Regions from separate parts of the Sus scrofa genome. Here region 1 is linked to region 2. Evidence: chromatin contacts called from public Hi-C data. All regions are on one chromosome and are shown on one strand. The core of a region is the stretch at or near the end of the contact, and the rest is flanking DNA. Distances in the headings are between cores, read along the strand shown. Region 1 has its middle 25 kb from the start of SERPINA1. Region 2 has its middle 26 kb from the start of ISG12(A).

Region 1 (5,216 bases), core at 1,917-4,416, 260 kb before region 2:
CTACTGTAAATCAACTACACTGCAAATTTAAACATTGATTAATTAAATAATTAGTTTTTAGAAAGTATCTCCTGTTCTTCTTCAGGCAATGGCTTGAGAGGATGATCTTAAAAAAGTTTAATGGGTAGATTTTAATGTTTTTCACTTGAGATTAGAGAAAATAATTTTTTTTAGGGCTGGGCCGGTGGCATGTGGAAGTCCTCAGGCTAGGAGTCCAGTCGGAGCTGTAGCTGCCAGCCTACACCACAGCCACAGTGACACGGGATCCTAGCCAAGTCTGTGACCTAAACCACAGCTCAAGGCAATGCCAGATCCCCAACCCACTAAGTGAGGCCAGGGATCAAACCCTTGTCCTCGTAGATACCAGCTGGGTTCATCACCGCTGAGCCACGACAGGAACACCTGGAGGAAATTATCCTTTACTCTCATTTTCACTATGTATTCTTTGGGAAGAACACTAAAATAATTTCAAAGCACCAAGAAAAAAAAGAATTAAGTGAACTGGAAAATAGGTCAGAAGAAACTTCCAGAATACAGGATGAAGAGATAAAAGGATGAAAGATATACAGAGGGACAGGGGACATAAATAGTATCATGAGAAATTCTAAGGTACGTATAACCAAAATACAGAGAAGAGAGAATGGGCAGAAGTTAGCTTCAATAATGCCTATGAATTTTCCAGAACTGATGAAAGGCATCACCTTCAAAATTCAAGATACGTAATAAATCCCAAGGGGAGTTAACTTTTTTTTAAAGAAAAGACATTAAAACAGAGGCACAGCATCATTTTTTAACTGCAGAAAATCAAAGACAGAGATACTTTTTCAAACATCCCAGGTAGTGAGGCTGTACTATCTTTGAAAGGATAGCACACTGACCTCTGATGTTTCAAGGACAACCATGCAAAACCAGAAGACAGTGAGAATAAAGCATGAAATGAAAATAACTGGTAATGAAGAAAGTAGAATTCCACAACCAGCAAAAATATCCTTCTAGGATGAAGGTGAAACCAAATGTTTTCAGATGAGTAAAAGCAGAAAGAATGTGTCAATAGCAGACATCATTACAGGAAAGTCTAAAGGAAGAATGTACCTAAGTATTGGCTGCATACAACAATCATCACAATTGCACAAGATTTGGAAGGACTCTTGTTGTTCCCGCTGTGGCGCAGTGGGTTAAGAATACGACTGCAGCAGCTCTGGTCATTGCGGAGGCATGGGTGTGATCCCCATCCTGGCGCAGCGGTTGAAGGATCAGACGTTGCCATAGATGTGGGTTGGATTCAATCCCTGGCCCAGGAACTTCTGTACACTGCATGTGCATTATTAAAAAAGCAGAGAGAGAGAGATTTATATAGAATCTAAAATGCACAACGACAACAGCTTGTACATTAGGAGAGAGGCAGGTGAAATTAAGGTGTTCTAAGGCTCTCATCTTTACCAGGAGGAGGGTCAAAATACCAATTAGCATTATATCATGATAAATCAAAGAATGCGTGCTGTGCTTTGTAGAGCAAGCACTAAGAGAAAAATAAAAGTTTTTATCTTCCAATCTAGCTGAGAAAAATGAAATAATAAAAATCTCAGTCCTAAATAGGGCAAGAAAGGAAAGGAAAAGGACTATTAAGTAGGAAAAAATAGAAAGCACATATAAAATAGTAAATTTAAATCCTAATAGAGCAGTATTCCATTCGATGTAAGTGGGATAAATAGAGATATAAGTAGAATAAATTTGGCACATGTGAAATCTGAGTTCTAAGTCTAGGGAGTGATGGAGAGAGAAACAAGAATGTTTTACCAAATCTTCCTAAGTCAGTGCCTGGGAGCATGTTAAACTCACAGCTGCAGCTTGCATACTAGGAGAGAGAATTCATGGACACCTGACACAGGTGCCAGGACCCAGCCTGGGCTTGGTCACAGATAGTGGTAGAACCCTCGTTCCAAGAACCCCTTATCCAAGCAGCCACTAGGTGGCGCAAAACCCAGGGAAGTGAAGCAAGAACTAGCCCTGGGGCCAGCCCGTGTGGCAGCTAAAAATGAAACATCAGGTTAGTAAAAGAGACATGACCTAGGGAGGAGGAAGAAAACAGAAACCAGAATCCACGGGAGCAGCCAGAAAAGTAGGCAGCATGTAGAAGGAAATGGAAAAACTTGGGAATTAGACTCGAACTACAATGACTCAATCAGAGAGGAGATGCTGTGAATGCGATTTAATGGACATCAAACTGGGGTGATCACAAAATGAGGCTGATGTCTGACTTTGTGAATACATGGAAACACGCCGGGAAGGCTTAGTCCTGGGTAATGGTGACGGTTGCTGTGATTAGAATGAGAGGAGGAAGAGGATAAAATATAATACCCAAATGGCACCATGCCTTCTCTCCTGCACATTCATTTTAACAAACCCACCCAGAGTATAAAGGAATAACATTCATCACGTGGAAAGTGCATTGTTATCCTTGAAATGCTGCCAGCTGTTCTATCATTATGTGCCTTAATCACCCAGAGCATTATTCCCCTTTGATTACAGAAAAGGAAACAGGCTCAGAGTGGGGAAGTGACGTGCTTGAAGCTGCCCAGGAAACCCATACTCGGATTTATGTCTTTTCATAGCTTTCCGTTTCTTTTTGTCGCAGAAGGGACTTGCATACGTCAGAAGACTCAACATTGTGATGATGTCAGTTCCACCAAATTGATGTATAGATCCAGTGCAACTGCAAAAAATAAAATAAAATGCTACCATGTGACACCAAAAGAACAATCCAGAGAGAATAAGTGAATTCAGTGGAAATTCGTCAAAATTAAGAACTTCTCCCTTTGAACAATACTGTGAACTGAGTGAAAAGACAAGACACCATTTGGGGACAATATTTGAAAATCACATATCTATAAAGCACTTGTCTTCTGCATAAGAACCCTCAATACTGAATAATGAGAAAACAAAAATAATCTCAGTTAAAAATATGGGCCAAAAGGAATTCCTACTGTGGCTCAGTGCATTAAGAATCCGACTACTGTGGCTCTGGTCACTGCGGAGGCAAGAGTTTGATCCCTGCCCCAGTCCAGTGGGTTAAAGGATCCAGCATTGCCATGGCTACAGTGTAGATCACAGCTATGGCTCAGATTTCAGTCTCTGGCCTGGGAACTTCCCTATGCCATGGGTGCTGCCATAAAGGCATTTCACCAAAGAAGATACACATGTGCTGGGAGTTTCCTGGTGGTCTAGCAGGTAAGGATTTGTGTGGTCATTACTGTGGCTCAGGTTTAATCCTTGGCCCAGGAACTTCAGCATGCTGCAGGCATGGCCATTAAAAAAAAAAAAAAGTACACAGATGCTAATTGAAAGAAATCAGACCCAAAAGAGGTCTATCATGTGTAATTCTATTTATAAAAATCCTAGAAGATGCAAAGTAATCTGTAGTGAGAGCAAGCAGATCAGTTACTGCCTGACCATGTGAAAGATGAAGGTGGACGTGCAATGACACTGGGTCCCTTGGGGCAGGGAGTTATGTTCTTATTCATTATCTTGATGGTCATTCCCATCCCACCCTGTTATGCTCCATTCAAAACATTAATTTACCCTCAAAGGTCATAAGCCTCCTGACTTCTAACAGCCCAGATTAGTAAGAGCAGCTTTGAACTTTACCTAAATGGAATGACACAACACATAACTTTTTATGTCAAGCTTCTTTCATTCAATATTACATGTATGAGATTTATCTATGCTGCCGTAAGTCTGACCTAGTTAACCCTCTACTGAAACAAAACCACAACGCTTCTCAGAGAAATATAACAAAACCCAAAGTCTTCACACTATAATGCTCACAATGTCCAGGATTCAATCCAAATTTACTCAAAACACAAAGAGCCAATAACTCTTTTTTAAATTCTATTAGAGTATGATTAACTTACAATATTGTGTTAGCTTCAGATGTGTAGTAAAGTGTTCATCAACAAAGGAGTGAATAAAGAAGATGTGGTAATATATATGATGGAATATTACTCAGCCATTAAAAAGACTGAAAGAAGGCCATTTGCAGCAACATGGACGGACATAGAGATGAGCATGCTGAATAAGTCAGACAGAGAAAGACAAATCTCATAGGAGGTCATTAATATGTGGAACCTAATAGAAATACTACAAAAGAACTTATTCACAAAACAGAAACAGACTCAAGTCCGTTTCCATATGGGCCATTACAGAGCTCTGAGTAGATTTCCCTGTGCTATACTGTAGGTACTAGTTATCCATCGATTTTGTATATAGTAGTGTGTGTATGCCAGTCCCAACCTCCCAATTTATCCCTCCCTCCAACATTTCCCCTTTGGTAACCATAGTTTTGTTTTGAAATCTTTGAGTCTGTTTCTGTTTTGTGAATATGTTCTTTTGTGTTATTTCTATTAGGTTCCACATGTTAATGACCTCATATGAGATTTGTCTTTCTCTGTCTGACTTATTTAGCATGCTCACCTCTATGTCCATCCATGTTGCTGCAAATGGCCTTCTTTCAGTCTTTTTAATGGCTGAGTAATATTCCATCATATATATTACCACATCTTCTTTATTCAATCCTTTGTTGATGAACACTCAGGTTGCTTCCATGTCTTGGCTATTGCTATGAACACTGGGGTGTCTGTACCCTTTTGAATTATTGTTTTCTCAAGATATTTGCCCAGGAGTAGGATTGCTGGATGGTATGGTAGTTCTATACTTAGTGTTTTATTTTGTTTGCTTTTTAGGGCTGCACCTGAGGCATATGGAAGTTCGCAGGCTAGGAATTGAATCAGAGGTGCAGCTGCCAGCCTACACCACAGCCACAACAACATGGGATCCAAGCTGTATCTGCAATCTACACCACAACTCACAGCAATGAGGGATCCTTAACCCCTGAGGAAGGCCAAGGATCGAACCTGCATCTTGACGGATACTAGTTGGGTTTGTTAGCACTGAGCCACAATGGAAACTCCTATATTTAGATTTTTAAGGAACTTCTATACTGTTTTCCATAGTGGTTGCACCACTTTACATTCCCACCAACAGTGTAGGAGGGGTCCCTTTTCTCCACACCTTCTCCAGCATTGCCAATGATTTTAAAACAGCTGACATAATTATGTTCACTGAGGAAAATGACAATTTGCCCCCCAAAGAATGAAAAACAGGAAATTTCAGGAATGAGAGAGAGTGTGTGTGTGTATAAGAAATAACCAAATGAAAAT
Region 2 (5,142 bases), core at 853-3,352:
CCTGGTTTCCTCAACTAGAAAACCGTGTCGTGCTATTTCACTTCTCGGTGGGACAAAAGGAACGTGAGGGGTAACCAGACATGGCCAGATGGGAGATGGAGAAGATACAGTGTCGGAGAAGAGCAGGAAACGGATCAGTGCTCCTTCTGCTGCCCTGTGTCAAGTCCGCCCAGCCCATCTCTTCCCCAGTGGCCAAGACCTGCTGACCAAAGGCAGACAAAGAGCACGTGGCTCCCATCCTGCCTGCAGAAATCTGAACATTCAACCAACACAATGGAAAGAGAAGCCGCAGAGCTTGGGGCCATGAAGGTCCCCGCTTCCTCCAGGAGAACTGGTGGGTTTTCGGCCTGTTCCCAGATCACAGAGCATCCCATGTATGGTACCTGGAGACCCAAGGCTGAGGTCGGCCAGGGAGTGGAAGAACCTCAGAGCAGCCTTATGCTCCAGGTTGCAAAGCAGAAGGCTGGGGAGCTCTCCCAGGCTGTCTCGAGGCCTTGCCTGCAGGTGGATGAGAGACATTCCTGTTACACTGGGTTTTCTATTAAGCAGGCGTCTTGATATAACCTGAAAGTGAGGGTTCTTGACCTATGTTTCAAAATTCTCCAGCAATGCTGGGAAATGGACTGCGTCACACTCGACAAAATTCCATTCAAGTAATTACCCAGGGAGAATTATTCTAATTGCACAGATGTAAGTGCTCCATTTCGTGGGTTTAAAAATACCCACTTTCCAGGGCTGTGGGGAGCATTAAATGAGATAAGGCGTGGATGGCTCTTGGCAGAGGGCTTGTGTTATTCATCTTTTCCCTGCAATCTTGCAGATGAATTGAAAGCTTCAGTCTGACCCAGAGGCCTCGTCCTTGACCTCAGCCCTGGCAGCTGCATTTTGATGGCTCTGCTAATCAAAGGTCTAGTTCACAGTCATGGCGTCCCAGGCCCTGATCCTAAAAGCCCCGACTCATGGCGGATGGAATTTTTTGCTTTTGTTTTTGTTTTTTCTGACAAAGCTCTTCTATTTTTTTGCTGAAACCACAGGCAGCCTGGCCCTCTGTGCTTTCTGCAGCTGAAACTGATCCCTTGAGGAAATCAAGTTAAAGAAGCGCTTGCAGACACTAGTTTTAAATGCTCCTACATGTGCATTCAAAACCCAGGGACTATACAAGCCAACATGTAAGATAAATAGTACATATTGAGTACACACTGACCAGGTGTGGGAGATGGATTTATTGGCCCCGATTCTTCACCCTCCCTGTATCCACACCCTTGCCAAGGCCTCATTTAGGCAGGGTAATTCCACACCCCCAGATCTGGGGCTTGACCATGTGACTTGCTTTGGCCAATGGGATGGAATAGAAGTGACGTCACGCCAGTCCCTAGGTCTTAAGAAGCTTCACATGTTTCTGCCAGCTACGGAAAGAACTTCCCCTGTGCACCTGCTGTCCCATCAAGCTGGACTCCAGACTGAACCCACGTGGGTCAGAGCCTCACCAACTGCACACAGATCATTAGGGAATCTTAAAGCAGAGTCATCCAGCCCAGCCCAGCCTCAAATAACAGAACTGCCCCAGCCTGCCTGGAGAACCAAAAGAAAAGAAAAGAAAAGAAAGGAAAGAAGAAGAAGAAGAAAAAAAAGGCTGTTGCTTTAAGCCACTGTGTTTGGGGATAGTTTATTATGCAGACTTCTTGTGGCCGAAGCAAACCAATATACCACGTGATGAAATTGAAAAAATAAAAGGGGAGGAAAAGAAATTAGGAGGGAGAAAAAGGAGAGCAGGAAAGAGGGGGAAGGTGAGATGTCCTTACAAAGTGTGAGCTCGTTCTGGCTGAAGACGAACATGGCCTGTCAGGTGCTCTCGGCTCCAGGCGCCCAAAGCAGTAACTATGTACCTTGGTGCCACAGAGCCTGGTTGTAGCAGCTGCACGTCATCCTAGGAAGCTGAGTAGAAGAAGCCCAGAGGAAGCAGAGTTCACAGGGAGACAGAAAAGGGACTGCAGAGCTAGGGACACGTAGGACCAAGGATCAACAAGGCCCACATCTGCATTCCAGGTGAGAGAAGATTGGGGATCAGATATATGTTACTGAGACTCAAGCCCAGCTTAGGAAGGCAGGACAGGGCTGATCAGAACATTAGCCTTGGACCGAGGCAGGCAAGGGAGACCCAGAACTAAGCCCATTTCCTCTGGGTGAGGGTGGGGCAGGGACAAGGCAGGTGCCAAGTGTTAAGAGAAAGGCACTTAAGTGTAGGAAGGAGTCAAATGGGAAGAGAAGTGTTTTAGTTAGGGTTCCCCAGAAAAACAGAATCAAATGGATGGATAGATAGAATAGAATAGAAAGAAAGATAGACAGATATATAGATATGTAGATAGACACACAGATACATAGATGGAATAGATAAATACTTAGATCTATACATACATACATAAAAAGAATAGATACTTATATAGAATAGAAAGATAGATACACAGATACATAGATAGATATACAGATAGGATATATAGATGCATAGATACTTAGATACATAGAAAGAACAGATACATAGATACACACATACATACATAGCATAGAATAGATACATAGATACATAGAATAGAAAGATAGATACATGGAGTTCCCGTCCTGGCGCAGTGGTTAACGAATCCGACTAGGAACCATGAACCATGAGGTTGCGGGTTCAGTCCCTGCCCTTGCTCAGTGGGTTAACGATCCGGCGTTGCCGCGAGCTGTGGTGTAGGTTGCAGACGCGGCTCGGATCCCACGTTGCTGTGGCTCTGGCATAGGCCAGTGGCTGTGGCTCCAATTCGACCCCTAGCCTGGGAACCTCCATATGCCGCGGGAACGGCCCAAAGAAATAGCAAAAAGACAAAAAAAAAAAAAAAAAAAAAAAAAAAAAAAAAGAAAGATAGATACATACATACATAGAAGAAAGATAGATACATAGATACATAGAATAGAAAGATAGATTGATTGATTGATTTGAGAAATTGGCTCACATGACTATGGAGGCCAAAAAGCCTGAGGATCTGCCATCTATAAGCTGGAGACCCAGGGGAGCTGGTAGTGGGTTCAGTCTGAGTCTGAGGCCTGAGAGGCAAGAGCACCAGAGTCAGGGCAGGAGAAGGTGGCTGTCTCAGCTCAAGCAGAGACTTGAACATGACCTTCCTTTGCCTTTTGTGTTCTATTTAAGCCCCTGGCAGGTTAGATGGTGTTCACCCATGTTGGGGAAGTTTCTTTACTCTGTCTACCAATTCAAATGTTCATCTCTTCTTCTCAACTGAGAAACCTTCACAGACACCCCCAGAAAATGTTTTACCCCTCTATCTGACCTCCCTTAGCCCAGTCAGGTTGACCCATAAAATTAGCCATCATACAGAGGTGCCCGGTGGTTGCATTTGGGGGACTTGTCACGTGTGGGTTACTCGCCTATTGGAGTGGGTTGAATGGCAGCCCCCCAAAGATGCATCCATGTCCCGACCCCTGGAATCTATGACTATGACCTTGTTTAGTAAAAAGGTCTTTGCAGGGAGTTCCCATAGTGGCTCAGTGGGTTAAGAACCTGATGATGTCTCTATGCAAAATTCCTGGCTTCACTCAGTGGGTTAAGGATCCAATACTGCCACAAGCTACAGCATAAGTCCCAGGTGGGGCTTGGATCCATGTTGCTGTGGCTGCAGCTCCAATTTGATCCCTAGCCTGGGAACTTCCATATGCCACAGGGGGGGCCCTTATTTAAAAAAAAAAAAAAAAGTCTGCAGAGTTCAAGATCTGAAGATGAGATCATCCTATAGGATCCAGATCAGCCCTAAAACCAATAACAAGTGTCCTTAAGAGAGAGAAAAGAGGGGAGTCCCCTGGTGGCTCAGTGTGTTAGGGATCCAGCATCGTCAACCTTGTGGCTGGGGTCACTGCTGTGCTACAGGTTTGAGGATTTGAGTCCAGGCCCTTCTACCTGTGGCCAATATTAAAAGGGGGGCTGGGGGAGAGAGGCCACGTTGTAATAGGGAAGAAGCTTTGTATTCTATTACAAGTTAATCACTAAAGGAGTGTTGCCTCTATGCTTAAATTACACACAATGGCCCATCTGTGGGAACCCTGCCTAGAGGTAATGAGAGTCAAGCTAAAATACCTTTGTTTAGCTGACAGGAAACATTCTAACCAAGCCCGCCTAATGGTTGCAGGAAAGAAGAAATTAACACACCCTCTCTGGAGTCTGGCCTGAACCAGGACTCTCGCCCTCTCCCCTTTTAGGATCAAAGAAGCCTGAATTCTAGCTCAGGGAAGACGGCTCTTTGGGACACCAGTCTACCATCGCCTTGGTCTGGCTTTCTGAATAGAGCCAGCAGTCCTTGCCCTAACAACTTGTCTCTTGATTAATTGGCCCATCGTGTGTTGTGCAGTAAGAGCTTGGACTCAATCAGGATGTGAAGATGAAGGCAGGGATGGCAGGGCTGAAGCCACAAGCCAAGAAAAACCTCGAGCCCCATCTCGAAACTGGAAGAGGCTGTGAAGACTGTGCCTGGAGCCTGATGCCACCTTGATTTCAGACTCTTGGTCCCTGGGACTGTAAGAGAGTACATTTTTTTTTTTAAGCCACAAGGTTTGTACAATTTGTTATGGCAGCCCGCTGAAGCTGATAGACCCCTCCACCCTGTGTCACAGTAGAGTCAGCTACCGATGAGAACGTTCCCCCAAAACACCTCTCGGAAAAGAATCCCTTCATACATGAGCACGTCTCATCCTGGTGTCACCTCATGCCTCTTGGAATGGTTATTATCAAAAAGACAAAATAGCAACTGTTGGCGAGGATGTGGAGAAAAGGGAACCCTCATGAACTATTGATGGGAATGCAAATTGGGGTGCAGCCACTGTAGAAAACAATGAGAGAATTCCTCAAAAAATTCAGACTAGACCCATATGATCAAACCATCCCATTTCTAGGTATTTATCCAAATGTGAAAAGATACATGGACCCCCCTACGTTCATTGCAGCATTATTTACAGTAGCCAAGATATGGAAGCAACCTAAGTGCCCGTTAAGGGATGAATGCATAAAGAATGCATAGTGTTGGGAGTTCCCCGTACTGGTGCGACTAGGAACCGTGAGGTTACGGGTTTGATCCCCGGCCTTGCTCAGTGGGTTAAAGA

The links. A called contact is a pair of places that touch in the nucleus more often than the background predicts.
Region 1: a Hi-C map of omental adipose tissue shows a contact between it and region 2, with 2.3 times the contacts expected there. The contact joins two enhancer-like sites. A contact is called at or near these places in 1 of 5 promoter capture datasets (liver), 20 of 47 Hi-C or Micro-C datasets (alveolar macrophages, embryonic fibroblasts, fetal heart ventricle and 10 more) and 1 of 2 datasets of contacts at active chromatin or transcription factors (skeletal muscle).

What each region holds. Positions count from the first base shown.
Region 1 is chr7:115,639,756-115,644,971 of Sscrofa11.1, reverse strand. No RefSeq gene overlaps it. Among named protein-coding and RNA genes, the nearest start is that of SERPINA1, 25 kb to the right of the region's middle. Within about 2 kb of position 3,166, at least 2 of the 83 cell types and tissues checked have an H3K27ac peak or open chromatin away from gene starts, as enhancers often do. A contact at or near this core is called in omental adipose tissue, where this site is marked.
Region 2 is chr7:115,379,656-115,384,797 of Sscrofa11.1, reverse strand. No RefSeq gene overlaps it. Among named protein-coding and RNA genes, the nearest start is that of ISG12(A), 26 kb to the right of the region's middle. Within about 2 kb of position 2,102, at least 6 of the 83 cell types and tissues checked have an H3K27ac peak or open chromatin away from gene starts, as enhancers often do. A contact at or near this core is called in omental adipose tissue, where this site is marked.